2 separate regions of the Sus scrofa genome follow, and region 2 is linked to region 1. A link is a contact called in public Hi-C data. All regions are on one chromosome and are shown on one strand. The core of a region is the stretch at or near the end of the contact, and the rest is flanking DNA. Distances in the headings are between cores, read along the strand shown. Region 1 holds the start of ANKRD1 (ankyrin repeat domain 1). Region 2 holds the start of PCGF5 (polycomb group RING finger protein 5).

The links. A called contact is a pair of places that touch in the nucleus more often than the background predicts.
Region 2: a Hi-C map of fetal skeletal muscle shows a contact between it and region 1, with 2.0 times the contacts expected there. The contact joins the promoter of PCGF5 here to the promoter of ANKRD1 in region 1. A contact is called at or near these places in 6 of 47 Hi-C or Micro-C datasets (embryonic fibroblasts, fetal heart ventricle, fetal skeletal muscle and 3 more) and 1 of 2 datasets of contacts at active chromatin or transcription factors (skeletal muscle).

Annotation. Positions count from the first base shown.
Region 1 is chr14:102,611,279-102,614,465 of Sscrofa11.1, forward strand. It overlaps ANKRD1 (ankyrin repeat domain 1), which reads right to left and starts at 1,560. Exons shown (of 9, transcript NM_213922.1): 1 at 1,474-1,560; 2 at 632-811. The coding sequence starts at 1,500.
Region 2 is chr14:102,825,611-102,828,797 of Sscrofa11.1, forward strand. PCGF5 (polycomb group RING finger protein 5) reads left to right here and starts at 1,530. Exons shown (of 10, transcript XM_021073244.1): 1 at 1,530-3,187.

The sequences.
Region 1 (3,187 bases), core at 310-2,809:
CATTAGAGATAGGATCTAGTCTCTAAGTGATGATTTTGTAATTATTTCTATAATGCTCATGATTTTTCTTTTAACTCAGAAGACTCCAGTGGTAAGTTTTAAGCTCTAAAATGTCAATGCCAGTGTCTCTCAGGTGCCCCACTAAGCAGAGCTCATGAAACAGACGGTCTTGTCCCAGGAACTACAGCTCACTAATGCATGTTTCATCTGTGGTTAGTAAGTAATGAAAGTTCACCCAGCAATACATTTGTCAGCACAGAAAGAGGCCACAGTCAAAGAGTGATCACAATGACCACAAACCACATCAGTGAGAAAAAGGAGGCTCCCTTGCTTGGGATTAACTTGGCAGTATATGACATCAGGAATTCACTGGACACGTTTCTCTTTCTGAGTCTGTCAGTCAGAACATGGTTATAGGACATTCAGTGATTGATTCTGAATCCAGAGGTCATAGTCTTGCCAAAGAATTATTTCCTACAGCTTCTCCCATTGAAGTTGCCTCTTTATCGGTTCGAATTTGGTAAAGAAATGTCATTGGAATGGTTGCATTCACTTTGTCTCTCTCCTCTCCTTCCTGCCTGGCACCTCCACCTCCAAGCTCCCTCTGGTGAATTTCATGGACGGTCCTTACCTCGGCCTCGCGCTCTTTCTCAATTTTCCACTGTTGTTCTCCCAGGCTCACAAAGTGGGCCGGAAGGGTTTTCAGGTCCTCTTGCTTCTCTAAAGTGACAGCAGCTTCATACTCTCCATCTCTGAAATCCTCAGGAAGGAACTCCCCAGCATCCCCACCGCCGTTCTTCTTCCCTGTAACCTGCAAGGGAAGGAGACAGCAGGGTCAGAAGTAGCAGGGCCTGTCCTGGGGTCGTTCTCCACAGAGGATGCGGCGAGAGCCCCTGGGCCTCCCTCTCTGCTGACAGTGGCCTCCATGCCCCACACTCTCAGATGGCAGGCCGCGATGCCTTGCTTCAGTGTTCTGGGATTATCTTCAAATGCTTGTCCTCCTGTCTTGGCTAAATCAAGGTTTAGGTTAGGTTGATGTATTTAAATCTACTTTTAATCCACTTAATCACATTTTTTCCTAGCAAAATCATAACAACCTCCCCCCACCCCGAGATTATTTAAAATTCTTTCATTTTAGGTACTTTTGATGATCCCTTGCCTTGCGTAGTAGCTTCCAGATATATATTCTTGCAATAGAACTTCTCCCCTAAGGCATTTTGGATAACTATATGTGATTCCACACTTTAGTAAGAAAACCGAAGAAGATAATAAATAGGAAGTAGGTAGAGAATTCATTCCTGGCAACTCCATCTTTTCCAGTTTCACTTATTTCACCACATAAACCAACCATTTTCCATATATGACACATTCAGAGTACCTATGCATTATGCCTGAAAGAAAAGGGCATTTCAATTTTCAAATAAAAATCAAGGCTGCACTGTTTTCCACTGTGTAAAATAATGCCTTACATACCAGCTCTTCTACTTTCAGAACCATCATGTTGACCTGAAGTTCGTCTGTATGGTTTTCTTCTGGGGGATGAACCCTGGAGTCAGCCCTTGGGAGCCCCTCCACTGCCGTCAGTTTATATAGCTAGGGCCGGGTGAGATAATCTTCCAACCTGGGAACCCAAGTAACAGCCCGCCCCCTCCTGTGGCCAACTCAGAGGCAGGTGAATTCTCATTCCAGACTCAGTGTCTGGGAAGCAGGAGAGGGAGGGGAGGGCAAGTAACCCCACTGAATATGTGAATCAGGAAGAAATGTGAGAGGGCCATTCCTTTGTCAGTGACCGCACCGCTCAGCAATGCAAGTCATCCTATTTATCGGGAAGCCAGGGGACAGCTGTCTGTTGACATTGCACCACACCGCTGCTCCTTTTCCTTCTTTGTCAGCTTTCATATGACCAAGCCTATCAGGAAAATGTAAATGCCCCGTGTATCACACCCCCAATAATATCTTTCTGATAACCAGACTTATCAACACGTCACTTGGGGGAAGTGTTGCTTTAGGACATCCTATTCCCGTGGGCAAACAGCCCAAGAGGAAAGGATCTGGGTCCTAATGGCCCTTGTCTATATCTGTTTGGAATTCTCTGGAGTGATGTCTGGGGCTAAAAAGGCCCCATGACATGCCACCTACCATCATTATAAGAAATTGAAAGCATTCAGTAACGCACTTCTGTTTTATGGTGTCACTGGCCATAATTAGCACATGACATGCTTTCTGCCTTCTAAAACAGCATACTTACTGGAGCAAGTAGTACTCAAAAAGTTTCTGAAATGTCTTGAGATAGGTTGTGTGAGACAACCTATGTAGTTATGGTACGACCTTGATTCGATCAGAGAGCCAGCGTTCTCAGGTGCTGTGGATAAAAGACTCACCTGTCGGAGCTTGTCAAAAAGACACATCCCTGGACCCCACTGTGGGACATTCTGAGTCGCTTTATGGTGAGTTCCTAGGAATCTGTATTTTTTTCAAAGCACTCAGCAATTCTGATGCATCAGGGTTTGAGACAGGTTGCATAGGAGCTGAGAGCTTTGCTTTGAGGTGCGGTGAAAATCCGTTTCTGGTTTCTCATCTCTGAGGTGTTAAATTATGTAAAAATATTTAGGTCTCCTTACAGTTCAAGGAGATACTGGAATTATTATCTCCATAGCCATTTAAACAACCCCTCCTTTGTTTTTCAGTAAAAGAAAGGAGGGCAGAGTGAGAGAAAGGGAGTCGGAATGGAGAAGTGTGTTAATTAGGATATTACATTGGCCTTTCTGTGTCCGTCACTCCCACAAATGTACCCACTCAACAAACACAGCTGCCATTCTCTTCCTCCTTGAACTAAGCAGCCCAGGGATGATTTTTCTGGAACTTTCAGAATGAGATATTGACACCCCCCCCCAAAAAAAAAAAAAAAAAACCAAAGGGCTGGTGAAGAAGGACCCTCCCAACAACTCCTGTGTGTCTGTTCTGGTCTCCTAATGTTCTATCCTAAAGGAGTTTTACTTAAAGGAAATTTACTGGTGTTTCCTTTGAGGTAGAGACAACTATTGCCATTTTCATTGGCTCTTTATCTAAGTAAGAAGTCGTCATTGAAGCTTTTCCTACCATTTCTTACACCTTTTTGTTTCAGGCCTGACCCAAACTGAGGGGAACTATGGAGGTATTTTTGAGGGAAGTGTCATGGGTTGTTTAA
Region 2 (3,187 bases), core at 280-2,779, 210 kb after region 1:
CCCTTGAATTCAATGACTTTTTTTTCCTGGTCCTTTGAAATTTAAATTAGCAGAATTTGACTATATCAGAACTTGTAAAAAAACACGTCCGTTGCTAATTTTCATGTCCGTCTTCTCTCCTGGACTTCACATGTGCAGGACTGATTGCACAGTGGTATTGCAGAGGGTGGAACAGAGCAGGCAGCAGGAAATGCGAGAGCAATGGGATCTGGAAGGATAACTGAGCACTTCCACACCACAGTCCCATGCATGCTATTCAATAAGCATCCATTACTTCTAGTAATGGAAAGGACACTCAACTACAGCTTAAAAGATTGGGGGGACCAGTTCTGGTGCTAGTATTTACAAGCTAAGTAGTCATGTGAAATCATGCTTAAAAGATTTGGGGGAACCTGTTCTGGCTCTGATATTTACTAGCTGAATAACGATGGGAAAACATACTCATCTATATTTATTGCAGACAGATTGTATACCAGGCACTGTGCTATGTGTTTCACTTGTAAAAACATTTGATTCTTACAAGAGCCCAATGAGATACATTCTATCATTTTTCCTACTCATAAATGAGGAAACAAACACAGAGAAGTTCAAAATCTTATAACCTAACATTTGTCTAAGCAGGGATTTGATACATGTAATCAAACTCTAATGCCCAGGTGTAATTACCATGATATTCCACTTACCTGTCTTTTAGGCCTCACTGCCCTGAAAAATGGACATGTTGGGTCAGACAATGTCTAGATTTCTTTCTGGCTTTAAAAGTTAAGGTTTGAGTTATATGAATTATACTTGATACACTTAGGGTCAGTTTGTGTTCAGAAACAAACCATTTCCACTCAGAAGTGGTCTTAGAGAACTGAAATCAAAAGAACAAATGCCTGAAATCTGGTTTTATTTCCTGGCCATTGCTTGCATTTCTGTCAAGTTGGACCATACTATTCACTGTTCCAACAAGAATGTCCTTCCATCTCCGTCTATTGAAATTCTATACAGCCTTCAAAAGCCAGCTGGAATGCCACCCCCTTCAAGTAGCTGTTCTCAATCCTTGAATATTTAGAATGGAGATGTATTAGACTGTTGGGGGTTGGGATCTAGGCAAAATAATCTGTGCTAATAAGAGGAAAAGATGTAGGATAAGGAAAAGAAAGGGTGGAGGGAGACACTTGGAGATGAGGAAGGGTAAGGGGGCTGAACCAGCAAAGCCTTCCCTGAGATAGACAACTGTGAAACCACCAGAGTTCTACTCGATGGTACCCAGCCAAGTGTGAGGTGGAGATTAAATGAGGTAACACAGGTGCAATATCTAGGATGGTATCTAGAGAGACAACAACATGATAGTTCCAATAATAATTAATAATAATAACAACAATAGTTCGAAATTCCATCACCTCCATAGGAATCTGCTCACCTCCTTGCTGGAGAAAGCTGCCATCCTGACCAGGAAGGAGTAGGATATGCAAAGGTGAGAAGAGACTGGAGGGTGTGTGTGGGGGCGGGAGGAGAGGTCAGGAGGAGGTATATGGGAACACAAAGGGAAAAATGACAGCTGGAGGTAAGAGAGAAAAAGGAAACATATGGGGGTCATGGTAGAACAGAGGATAGAAGGAGAAATGGGAACAAAAGGCAAAGAGAAAAAGAGGAAAGGAGTTCTGGGGCTTGAAAAGAAAAATCTGTGCTGCCCAGGCAGAACCCGACCCCAGAGGAAGAGTCCCAGAGGTAACCAAGTGAAGCACTCAAGTCCAGAGCGCTCTCAGCTCCCTTCACCTTTCTAGGTTCTGATCTGTATTGGTGGGGTTCTGACCCCTGCCCTCTGCATCTTGTCCATGTGGTCTACCCCTGGGTGGTCCTGGAGGCTAGAGGAAGGAAGGAGCCAGGGGATTCCTTCTGGCTTTGGGAGGTATCTCCAGCCATAGCTGCACGTCCTTCATGGCTCCAGCTCCCCCTGGACAAGCCCTTCATGGTCCCCCCAGCCCTAGTGGGGGAGGCATCCAGGAGTTGCTAATCTCAGGGTTGCCTCACCTTCCCCTAGTTGTAATTCTAGTTCTTTTCCACAGCTTTGTAATTAATAATCTGGGTTAAATTATCACTATTGAAGAACCTGGGAAGGAAAACTTCACTTTCATTTGGATTCAAAGTTCAAAGACAGCTTTCCCAGGAGGGCTGGAAGCAGCACAGCTAGTGAGAGAAAGAAATCCAGCCACCCCAAGAGTTAGGAAGGGTCATTTCTCCAGTGTTTGATTGGAAAGTGATGAATCCACAGTGACTGCCAGACAAGAAAAGACTCAGCCAGGGAATTGTCTATAAAAACAACTGGATTTGTGGCCATTTGTGTCTATTCCTTCATGATTTATCATACTCTCTTTGATCACCTTGAGCCTCAGCCTAAGGAACATCTCAGTAGTATTCCTCCAAGGATTATTAAGTGCCCATGATGAGAATAGAGGGCACAGAGCTAGGGGTGTTGAGGTGGAGACACACTGGGAGGGCATTCTCAGTTTATGGAAATGTTTGCTTTCTGCAAGATAAGGTTTGTGGATGGTCTATCAGGAGACTCTCTTGACAGAGACTGTCTTGAGTTTTTGCAGTCCCAGCAGAGCTGCAGACACAATTTTATTCTTTGAGCATTCACCTCTCTCTCATCCCCAGAGCCCTGTTAAAACCAGGTTCCTGTTCCTAGGAATCCACAGCCTACTGGGGGCAGAGAGTGGAGACACGACTGACCCTCAAGCCAAGCAGATAGCACAAGGGGGATTCTGCACAGGGGTTGAGGAGGCTGCACAGAGATAGTAGGAGATGGTGGACGAGCTGAGTCCACGCGAGTTTGACAAGTGGAAGTGGCTGTGGGTTTTCTGGCAGAGAACAGATCAAGATCAAAACCAAGTTTGAAAGGGCAGGGAGGGGCAGCTGAGGTGCTGTCTGGACACAAGGGTTTTGGGGGTTAGGGTTGGTCACTGGGAGGAGGCTGAAAGGTGCAGGCCCTGCTATGGAGGACTCTGAGACTAAGGAATTGGGGCTTGAGGTTACCAGAGTCGTTGGAGGCTCTTGAGCGTCATGTGGCAAGGTCACTTTTGGGATGGCAACTTTGAATGCTGCGCTGAGGACGGATTTACAAGCAGAGAAACTGGAGACAGGAGAAGGAACTGCGAGCTCCCAGGGACAGCTCTTAAGGAAGCATCAGCTTGATCAT